3 separate regions of the Sus scrofa genome follow, and all the other regions are linked to region 3. A link is a contact called in public HiChIP or PLAC-seq data. All regions are on one chromosome and are shown on one strand. The core of a region is the stretch at or near the end of the contact, and the rest is flanking DNA. Distances in the headings are between cores, read along the strand shown.

Region 1 (3,283 bases), core at 33-2,532, 60 kb after region 3:
CTAATGAGTTCTTTTCCCTGTTTTTCAGATAAGGGAAACCCAGGCTATGAAAGGCAAAATCATCCATCCCAGTGGAGCAGGATTCCTTGGAGGGCTTCTGACTGCAGCTCAGACTCCTTCCACTGTCGTGTACTGTCTCACGCTTTTCAGACCTCTGCGATGGTGGTTTGAGGTCAGGGCTGGGGCGGGGTGTGGGGCCTGGATGTGTACAGCCAGATAGGAGCAGCCCGGACGTCATGAACTACAGTCACAGAGCCTGCAGCCATCGCTAGGCTCTTCGAAGCTCCTGTGGGAGCTGCTGGGGTGGGAGGCAGGCGGAGTATTTGTGTGTCTAGAAGGTCACATCCTCCAAATAAACACATCCATGAGGGAACTGGGGCACCTCCCTCTGATTGAGGACATTTGTTTCTGAGCAGTAAACTGTGGCTGACCTGGAGACTGGCCGATGCTTCCAGGAAAGAAACTCATCTGATGCTCCACCAGCTCCAAGATGCTTGCCCCCAGGGCCTCCCCCAGCCCCTGGCTCTGGACGTCGGGGCCCCTCTGTGGTCACCGTCTCTGAGGTGACAGGGCTGGAAGTGGTCAGTTTGTTCCAGGGAAATCTTGAGGGAAATGCAATCACTGTTTACACGTCCCTGCAGGGCTCAGATTTAGGGCAGATGCAGCAGATGTGTTCTGGAAAACCCCAGAGATGACAGAGAAAGAAAGATTCCCACCCAATCTGACAAGAGACTTCTCGTGGTTGGAAATGTTTTTAGAAAAATGTGGGTTACTCTGTGGGTGAATGGGCTCCCTATTAGAGGTATGTGAGCTGAGTTTGTGTGTCACTGTGGAGGGCAGATGAGGAGGGATTCGCAGCAGCAGTGGATTAGGCTACATAACCTTCAACATCCTCTCCCAGCCTTGAACTTGCCAGTTTCTGTACTCCAAGCTTTATTTCCATTCTTTTCCTTTTGTTCTAGGGAATACTTCTGGGATGAACATTGCCATTTGCCTCCCAGCATCCTTCCCCCTGCTCCTAGCATCCTGGAACAGCTGTCAGGCCGTTCTTGTGCGACTGGCCCCATCCCCAGTGCTGGGAGGAGGGCTTGGTTTGCTGTAGCCAATCAGCATGATCCTATTTCTTGCCATAAGGTTGGGTTGCTAGGAGGGCAGGAACTGAAAACTGAGGCAACCAGGGCAGGGTATTCCCCGGATAAAACTTTTAGTTCAGGTCTGGCCATGGGACCTCAGGAGGACACAGTGGAGCAGTGCCCAGGACTAGCATGCGATGGCTGTGGGAAGCGTTCCTCCCTGTCTCAGTGGGCATGACAGAAGAGGCACACACCCAGTGTAACGGGGACATCCAGTGCCTTTCCCATTTCTCCTGTCCCATTTCCAATTGCCACCTCTTGATTTTCTTTTTTTCAGCCTGAGGTTTTTTCTGGCTACTGGAGTCCACTCTGCCTGCTCCCAGGACAGGCCAGAAGGACCTGGGCCACTTGGTGGCTAACTCTGATACGTGGTTCCCTAAAACTCCTCCATGGGCTTGCACCCTAATTTTCCAAAGATAACTTTCTAGATAACCCTTTGTGGGCATTTCCCTTCTCTATCTCAGTTTCCCACCTGCCTACTAATGCTTCCTGGGATATCTTCCCAAATAAACTACTTATTCTCACATCTCAAGATCTGGGGAGGCATCTAGCTGAAGGCTCCTGGATTGAGGCTGACCGCCATCCTGAGGCCAGCGGGAGCCAGGGTTAGGATGAAACCGGGACATGGAAAAAGGAAGGGCAGGACAAGGAAAAGAGGGTCCTTGGGATCACTGGGGAACTGTTGACTCCCCCTTGCTTGAAGTCTGCCTTCTTTTTAGACTTTTGTGAACAATAAATTCTCTTTCTAGTTTAAGCCAGCTGGAGTTGGTTTTCGTTACTTGCAAGCGAAAGCATTGTGAGTGATGTAATGCACAACAGGGAGAGCCTCAAGCATGGCCTTGCAGTTTGGGATGGCAGACACTGACTGTCATTACGAGACAGGGAGAGACAGTCTGCCATGGATGACAGAGGCAGGTGGACGCAGTTAAACTCGCAGCTCTGCCACTAAGCAATTAAGTGGCTTGAGGCATTTACTTTCCCTCTCTAAGGCTTAGTTTTCTTTTCTTTTCTTTTTCTTTTTCTTTTTTCTTTCGTCTTTTTAGGGCTGCACCCCCGGCAAATGGAGGTTCCCAGGCTAGGGGTCAAATCAGAGCTGTAGCTGCCAGGCACACCACAGCCCCAGCAATGCAGGATCTGAGCTGCGTCTGCAACCTACACAGCTCACAGCAATGTCAGATCCTTAACCCACTGAGCGAGGCCAAGGATCAAACCCGCCTCCTCATGAATATTAGTCAGATTTGTTTCCACTGAACCACGACAGGAACTCCTTTTTTCTTTTTCTTTTTTTTTGGCTGTCTCTGCAGCATGCAAAAATTTTCAGGCCATGGAGTTCCCATCGTGGCTCAGTGGTTAACGAACCCAACTAGTATCCAGGAGGACAAGGGTTCGATCCCTGGCTCGTTCAGTGGGTTAAGCATCCAGCATTGCCGTGAGCTGTGATATAGGTCACAGATGCAGCTCGGATCCCATGTTGCTGTGGCTGTGGCATAGGCTGGCAGCTACAGCTCCGATTCGACCCCTAGCCTGGGAATTTCCATATGCTTTGGTGTGGCCCTAAAAAACACAAAAGACCAAAAAAAAAAAAAAAAAAAAAAAGAATTCCCACGCCAGGGATCAAATCCAAGCCACAGCAGTGACAACACTGACTCCTTAACCCACTGAGCCACCAGGAAACTCTTGAGGCTTGGTTTTCTTATCCATAGAATTGAAGTGATGTTACCAGTCTTTCGGGGTTATTGTGAGCTTTAAAAAGTAACACTTGAAAAGTAGCTAGCCAGTGGCAAATGGTCAATAAATGGTAGTTACTGATACTTGAAGAAGGAAAAGAAGGAGCAAGAGAGAAGGAGAAAAAAAGAGGACTTATTCTGTGTCCTCAAAGACACAAGTAAGCAGAAGTTCAGAATGGGGGAGGTCAACAGGGAGTGGTTCAGATTAATTGGAGAGGTTCCATCTTGGGATGCAGGGAAGGAATGACAATAGCTGACAGCTACTGAGCTCTTTCTCAGCACCAGGCACTGATCTGAGCCCTTTTCACTTATAAATCATGGAATCTTCTCAAAAACTTTATGAAACACATACTCTTACTACCATCGCTCACCACTTTCCAGAGAAGGAAACTGAGGCACAGAGAGGTTGAGCAACTTTCCCAA
Region 2 (3,752 bases), core at 956-3,455, 39 kb after region 3:
AGTTGGGAGCAGGGGGAGGCTAGCAGAGGCTGATCAGAAACCCCTACTTGATCTGTGAGTCATGGCCAACCTCCTGCCTTTGGGCTCCCACAGGACCCCCATGAAATCATCCACCATTCACATGGAATCATTGTCTGTCTTTTAATCTGGAGCCCCCACAAGCCTCTGATAGGATCCCCAGGGGCCCACACAGAGCCCAACAAATATTTGGTAAGAGAACAAACAACTGACAAGATCCAGGCACTGAAGAAACACTCCACAAACTGTCCCCCAAAGCCGCTGGTCACAGAAGCCAGTTCCCCAAAGAGGCAGCAAAGTCTCTTACAAGAAAGAAAGATTCCCAGCCAAGAACAATTCCTCACGTAGAGAGAGTGCTTTACGGTTTACAGAGTTCTGGCATACGAATGCTCTCACAGGGCACCAAAGGGTGCTTTCCAGACTCATCTGCCCCAGCTATGCCTGACCGGGCCCCACACAGGTCAACCAGCCCTTCTCTGCTGGCCTGGTGTTGGCCCATCTCTTGGCTTCAGGCCAGCGTTTTACATATCCATGTCTCCCCTAGTCAATAATGGGGCCAGAAGGGGAGAACTTCTGTCCTCCCCCCTCCATCCCCAGCACACTGGTGCCTACACAAGGCCTTCTCCCCCAAACTGTTAAGGATTCTGACTGTCCTGAAGCTAACTGGCATGCCCAGGTCTAGAAGGAAAGTGCTCCTCCCCTGCCCCTTCCCCCTGCACTTTTGCTGAGAGAGCTGCCAGAAGGAGAGTGAGTGAAGGCCACAGAAGGGTGTCTGCAGTTCCCAAATGAGGCAGGAGTAAGTGGGAGCGGGGCCAAGGAGGAGATCAGCTGAAGGGAGAGAGGGTGGTGTCCAGGATGGCTCCTGAAGACCTCTCAAAGGGGCCCGGAGGTTGTGGCAATCTGTGTATTTGTCTAGCTGGGGAAAGATGCACTGCCCCCTGCGACGTTGTAACTGAATCCACCCCAACAGGCAGATTTTGCAAGGGCAGCGGGCCCAGATCTCTAGAGAAGGTACTGGGCAGCTGGAACTCTCCCCCTATCTAGCCCCCTCCCAAGAGCTCAAGAGGATTTCCCTTTCATTTCCTTCCAGGCTTGGGAGGGCGGGGGACAGAGCAGTCTGTGGGGTCAAGCCCTCAAAAACCACTTCCTATATGGCTGGGGGAGGGCAAGAGGCTGGAAGACGTATCTGGGGGTCCCTGTGTAAGAACAGCAGGAAAAGCTCTCAGGGAAAGCCCCTGCTTTCCAAGGTAAGCTTCGGGTCAGGAACCACCGCAGTCGGAGGAGCAAAGATTTTAGGCCGCTCCAAAGGAACTCGGAGCAGAATCCACACTCTCCGTCCCAGCCAGCGGTGGCCAAGAGGGGGATGGGATTGGGCGTGGGAAGGACACTTGGAAGGGGCTCCCCTCACAGGCCGCGCCCCGGCTGTCTGGAGAGAATCCGGAACCCACCCGCCCGGCCAGGCCCCCGCTCCCGCCCCAGGCTCTCGAAGCAGGGCGTCTGGGGGCTGGGAGTCTGGGCAAGAGGACCGACCAGCTCCCAGCTCCTCCGGGCCGAGCTCAGCCGGGAGGTGACGCGCTCCCGGCACCCCGGGGACTTCGTGCGGCGACTTTGGCAGAGCTGAGCGAAGCCAAGCCAAGCTGGGCCGGGCAATACAGAGCCGAGCCGGAGCCAGGCCAGGAAGAGCCGAGCAGATAGGAAAAGCCCCGGAGCGGTCGACCGAGGGCGGGGGCGCGCGGGGGCACCCACCTCTCCGCGCTGCAGCTGGAAGAAGCTGTTGAGATAGCTGGAGTGCAAGGGCGAGCCCAGCTGCTCTGGGCGGCCCTTGCCGAAGGCCAGCTCTGGGGGCGCGGCGCCGGCGGGCGGCTCGGGCCGGAAGGCATCGAAGGCGCTCGCCTGGTGTGTGTCCTGCAGCGACAGGTAGACCCAGTTGAGCAGCTGGGCGGGTTGGTACACCGAGGCGGCGCTCGTGTCGATGGCCGACAGCAGGCTCATTTTGTGGCGGCGGTGCCGGCCCCCCCCACCCCGGCCGCCCGCTCGCGCCCCCCCCCCGCGGAGGGGCGGGCACCGGGGAGCCTGCGCCCACTGCCCGCCGCCTGAGCCCCGACGGCGACCGCCTGCACCCCGCGCACTGCCCACAGCCGCCGCCGCCGCCTCCCCCCGACTGCAGCAGCAGCGCGCGCGGGTGGAGGAAGGAGGCAGCGAAAGTTGGGCAGGAAACTTTTAGGCCCGCCCCCTCCGCGCCGCCCGCTCCGCCCCGCGATCCGCTATCTGCCTTAGCGCTGACCCCTTCTGCAGCCGCTCCCGGGGTGGGGTTTACAGAGGCCCTGCCCCTTCTGGGCCGTCCTCGTCCCCCATTGGCTGTCTCGTTGAATATGGAGTAGCGGGGCGGGGTGAGAGGGGGGAAAGGATGCTCATCTACATATGTAGCAGTGTGAGGGCCCGCCTATGGGCGGCTCCCTCTCATGCTCCGCCCACCCAGTGCGGCCAATCCAGCTCCCCCATCCTGCAGGAGACTGGCGCTGCCGGGGCCTGATCTCTGCCGTCTCGCTCTGCTCTTGGCTCTCTTCTGGCTCTCGTTCTTCCCAAATCCTTTTCAATTATTTCATTTTCACTTTTTTATAGGTTATTTTCCTTCTTTCCTTATACTCTCTCCTTTCCCTCAGACTAATATCTCCTGTGTCCATCATTTCTCTATCGGTCTCGTTTTCTTTCTCTATGGATCTCATTCCGACTCTGTCTCCTTCTCTGTCTTCTCTGCTTTCGTCTAGTCTGATGTGTCTGTCTCTCCGCTTTCCCTCCCAGACACACACACATACACAGACACACACACAATCTCCCTCCCCTCGCTATCACCGAAGGACCCTCCCCCTCCCACTTAATTCCTTCCATCTGCAGAATCGCTTTGCGGGTCGGCTCCTCCTAGGGGGGCCTAGGTTCCTGCCCCAGGAAGGACTCCCCGCCCCCTTCCCTCCTCTTCCCACCTCCCCCTCCTCCTCTCCCTTCTCCTTTTTCTGCTCAGGGTCTGCCTCACTTCTTGCCCTTTTTCGTCTGTCCGGACCTGTCCCTAACCCCACCCTCGTGCGTCTTCGGGTCGCCGGGATCCTAGGTGGGTCTGGGGGAGCTGGGGAAGACGACGGTCATTCACCTCCCCAGCACGGCCCGGCTAGTCCCTATGCCTGAGGGAACCCCTTGTGCCTGCCGCCGCCCCTGCCTGAAACCCCTGGGCCTCCGCCCCCTCAGAATGGGGTAGTCCTTGGGTGCGTGCGCTGCGCCGGCTCCAAGGACCTAGAGGAGAGAAGCCTGGAGGAGACACAAGTAATCTCTCCAACCCCAAACCTCTATCTGGAGACATCCACCTCCAGCCTGCCTTCCACGTTCAAGTGCCAGCTAGGCCACTTTCCAGCTGAGTGGCCTTGGCATGGCTCCTGACCTCTGTGAATAAACCTGTTTTCTCTTTTGTAAGATGGGGACAGTCACTGTCCTACCTCTGGGAACATTTGTGAGCTTACCAGTTTGAGCTTGGTAATCAGAAGATATTCTATAAAGATCAGCTCTCTGCCATCCTTTCCACAAGGATTTCTCGCACTAGCTGCATCAGTACACATCTGTGGATGCTTGAACCTAAAAGAACTTCAATGCTGACTAAAGTGCCACCCCTTCCAATCATGTCACCAACCAAGGACCACAAGGGTTTTTTATTTTCTGTCTCATTTGATTATGTTTTCAAAGGTTTT
Region 3 (3,754 bases), core at 189-2,688:
GGCCATTCCCGCTGCCGCCGTAGAGGGTGGACGAGGTGGATGGAAGCTCTGCAACCACCCGGCCGTTGGCTGAAAGCTGGACACTGACCTCTCTGAAAACCATTTGTTCTCCAGAGCTGGTGCCCAGGTCCCTGTGCATCCCTGTTTGGGTGGCCCGTTTGCCTGACAAGCCCTTTCTTCTGACTGTGCCCCTCCCCGCCGCCGCAGACACAACCCTGGTCCAGCCAGGCAGAGTTGCCCTCAAGTACTTTAATGGCCACTTCAGGCTTGAAGGCTCCCGGGACCTGCAGGACGGAGGCAAAACACTGAAGGCTTTCAGGCCCTTCCACATCTGGCCCAGCTGAGCTTATCTTCCTAACTGCTACTCCCTCCTACCAAACTTCTACTCCAACAATGACCACAAAATCATTTCCTGCGAATGACAGGTCCCCCTCTGCCCGTCCCGCCCCCTTGCCTTTGCGCTTGCTGTTCCCTGCACCCCAAACATTTCTCCACCCAGTGAATGCCCCTGGTAGCCAAGGCCAAGCTCCAAGGTTAACCCCTCTGGCCGCCCGCATCCCAGACAGGGTTAACTCCTCGGGGTGCTCACCACACTCTGAGGCTTGAGCACTAGCTGACAGCCATCCCATTGCCTCCCCCGGAGAAGGCCCCGGCTCTCCAAACTCCCAGGGGACTTTGTGGTCTGCACCACTCGCTTGGCTGCGGGTCATGTCCCGCCCTGACCCAGCCTCTGGCATGCCAGGGATGATCCAGCATGCCAGAGGTTTCATCCTGAACTTAAAGGACTTCTGAATACTGCCGTTTCTTCCGTCTTGTTTCCCAGGAGTCTCTGAGTGTGCTGTGGCCATGCGGGGTCCTCCACGTCTCCCACTTCCCTCAGAACACCCTGAGTGGGGTTCAGGACACATCAGAAGCTGGAGGGGATGGCGGTGGAAGCAGTACCAGTGATGGGTGAGATGTGTGGGCTGAGGCCAAGGTCAGGCAGGCAGGAGGTGGCAAGGCTGGAGCTGGTCTGCTCCCAGGACGCCCCTTCCGGGCTGCGCAGAGCACTCTGGAGGGTCACCTCAGGTCCTGATTTCCCCAGAATGTCTGGTCCCTGGCTCTGCATCTGAGACCATTCCTGGTGAGGCCTGGCCAGACGTGACCTGGCTAGATGTGGCTGTAAGCAACCTAGCTCCACCTGGCTAGAGGGAGGCTCTGCACCAGTCCTGGGGGCAGGGCTGGGGCCAGGAAGGCGGTGGGTAGAGGTGGTGGCCTCAGCCTAAAGCGATGCTGTGAGTGTGAGGGTCACAGCCCTGGGAGGAGAGGACAGGGGAACTCAGCTCAAAATAGCGATGGGGGAAGGGTGCAGAGGGTGGCCAAGGGCCAGAAGAGAAATCTGATCTGCTCTGGCTGATGAAATGCTGAAGTCAGCAGTTTGGGGCCACTCTGGCAGGAGCCAAGGCTGGGGCTCCCACGGCTGCCTGGTGAGAGGCTGCAGGCCTGACTTGCAGCCTCTGCTCTGTGCTCACATCAATCGCTCCTTTCTCTGGCCCTCCATCTGCTCATCTGGCCACTGAGGGGTAGTGAGAGAAGCAAGCTGTCCACCTCTGAGAACTTTCATCAGGTGAGTGGTGGAGATTGAGACGCTCAGGAGTCGGCAACAACCACACTCAGGAACTGCCCATGGGGAGTGTCCACTGAGTGCCAGCGCTGGCCATGCACCTGACTTGTAGTTTCATGGTGACTCCGCTTCCAGATGAGGAAACAGAGGCCCAGAGAGGATAAGTCACCTGTCCAAGGTCACAAAGCAAGTAAGTGGCAGGCCTTCGACCCCAGTCTTTCTGGCTATCATCCAATTCCCTCATTGCCGAGTGAGGGCCTGAAGGCGGTGAAGGGGGTTCGAGGTCCTCTGTGGCAACTGCAATCAGGCAAAGCAGGGGTTAAGGGGGTCCTGGAGGCCAGCCCAGGCATCTGCCAGCTTTTACCATGGTTCCACGGTATTGGCTGGTGTTGAAAATCAGAAAATGGGCCCTGGGAAGGAGGGTGCCTGTGCAAGTAAATGCATGTGTGCTTGTGTGCGTGCATGCATACGTGTAGCTCTCATGGTCACTGCAGGGCAGCAGACCATGGCATAAGCCTACTCATCTTCCCCTTCAGGGTGGCAGAGGAAGAGCTGCCCTTATGTGACTTTTCTAGGGGGTCACGGGGCAGAAGCAAGTCATTTACCACCCGACAGCCCAGGCTGTAGCTGATCTTGCTTTTTCACTCAGGGGCAGGAAAAGTTTGCAAAACTGTCCCTTCATTGGTGTCTCCAAGATGGGCTCTGCAGGAGACAGGATGATGGAGCCAGGCTATAGAGCCTCAGATGGTCCATTCCTCTTCCTGGGCCACTGGTGCCCAGCTGTAACAGCCCCACAGTTCCTGCTGTGTGTGGCATCACCTCCGCCAGCCATTCCATCCTCACTACAACCCCTACAGATGAGGAGTCTGAGGCACAGAGAGGTTGGGAGATTTGCCTGAGGTCACACAGTCAGGAAGCGGCAGAGCTGGGATCCAAACCCAGGCCTGGCAGACTCCCACAGCACCACCTGCCTCCCATACAGTCTCCAGCTCTCGCCTTCTCTGGAGTCCTTGCACTTACCTGTGGGCAACCCCACATGATGATAAGCCTGCTCGTGCCCTGGGATGGGAGGAGTGGGAGTATGTTCTCATTACAGGAGGTGGGGTGGCTGCTGGTACTCGTTCTCACACCGCCTCTGCACACCAGCCCACTGAATGGCATATCTCGTATCTCAGCAAAATCCCATGGAAGCCATACTTCCTCCTGGAAGCTTTCCTTGACTGCTTCTGCCTGCAGAGACCACTCTGATCTCTGCTTCCTCTGCGGCTCATCTCATGCTATCTGTGCCCAGTCCCAGGCGGCATCAGGGCCCACTACACTCCTGTGAGGGGAAGCAATGCACACACACCCTGTGGCAGTGCACATAGCCCCTCTACCAGGGTTCTGAGCTGATGGGGTTCAAAGTGCTGACGGTGGTGTGAGCCAGGCAGGCCTGAGACCTGCCCGCACTGAGCGTCAGTCCTTGAAGCGCTCTGGGGTGGGAGCTGGGCTGACCAGGCTGTGCGCTGGCTCATTTAATCAGCACAGTAACCCCACCAGGAACAGGGCAGGAATATCCTTCCATTTTCCTTATCGGGAAAAGCCAAGGCTCATTTCCAAAGCCGAAGAGCTGCAAAGTCCACATTCCATCTTTCTGACTCCAAATGCCCAAGGTCTTAATTCTGGAGCACAGGTTGATACACTTGAGCTTGCATCAGAAACATCTGGGGGGCTTATTCTCAACAGACTGCTTGTGTCACCCCTAGAGTTTTGGAATCAATACAGGCCCCAGGGGGTAGGCCTGAGAATCTGCATCTCAGTTCCCAGACGATGCTGATGCTGCTGCTTCAGGAACCCACGTTAGGAACCGCTACTTTATTTATTTATCTATCTATTTATTTATTTATTTTGGCCACGCCCAAGGCATGTGGAAGTTCCCAGGCCAGCGGGCAAACTCGTGCCACAGCAGTGACAACACCAGATCCTTAACCCGCTGAGCCACTTGGGGACTCCAGGAACCACCACTTTAGATGATACTGATAACAGCCTGTTAGAGTAGGTGAGTCTATCAGATATTGTCTTTTCCACACTGCCCCCTCCTCACATGCCCATTCTACAGCTCAGGAAATGGAGGCACGGAGAAAGCAAGTAACTAGCCCAAGCCATACAGGA

What was found. HiChIP or PLAC-seq counts read pairs in DNA pulled down with a chosen protein or histone mark.
Region 1: an H3K27ac HiChIP or PLAC-seq map of skeletal muscle shows a contact between it and region 3. The contact joins two enhancer-like sites. A contact is called at or near these places in 2 of 5 promoter capture datasets (fetal liver and liver), 25 of 47 Hi-C or Micro-C datasets (alveolar macrophages, blood, brain and 12 more) and 2 of 2 datasets of contacts at active chromatin or transcription factors (alveolar macrophages and skeletal muscle).
Region 2: a contact with region 3 is called in an H3K27ac HiChIP or PLAC-seq map of skeletal muscle. The contact joins the promoter of ZCCHC24 here to the enhancer-like site in region 3. A contact is called at or near these places in 2 of 5 promoter capture datasets (fetal liver and fetal skeletal muscle), 13 of 47 Hi-C or Micro-C datasets (brain, embryonic fibroblasts, fetal heart ventricle and 6 more) and 1 of 2 datasets of contacts at active chromatin or transcription factors (skeletal muscle).

What each region holds. Positions count from the first base shown.
Region 1 is chr14:81,783,284-81,786,566 of Sscrofa11.1, forward strand. No RefSeq gene overlaps it. Among named protein-coding and RNA genes, the nearest start is that of ZCCHC24, 21 kb to the left of the region's middle. Within about 2 kb of position 1,283, at least 7 of the 83 cell types and tissues checked have an H3K27ac peak or open chromatin away from gene starts, as enhancers often do. A contact at or near this core is called in skeletal muscle, where this site is marked.
Region 2 is chr14:81,761,761-81,765,512 of Sscrofa11.1, forward strand. It overlaps ZCCHC24 (zinc finger CCHC domain-containing protein 24), which reads right to left and starts at 2,206. Exons shown (of 4, transcript XM_021073637.1): 1 at 1,765-2,206. The coding sequence starts at 2,010.
Region 3 is chr14:81,723,208-81,726,961 of Sscrofa11.1, forward strand. The region is part of intron 2 of ZCCHC24 (zinc finger CCHC domain-containing protein 24); the gene reads right to left. Among named protein-coding and RNA genes, the nearest start is that of ZCCHC24, 39 kb to the right of the region's middle. Within about 2 kb of position 1,439, at least 38 of the 83 cell types and tissues checked have an H3K27ac peak or open chromatin away from gene starts, as enhancers often do. A contact at or near this core is called in brain, fetal liver, fetal skeletal muscle and 3 more, where this site is marked.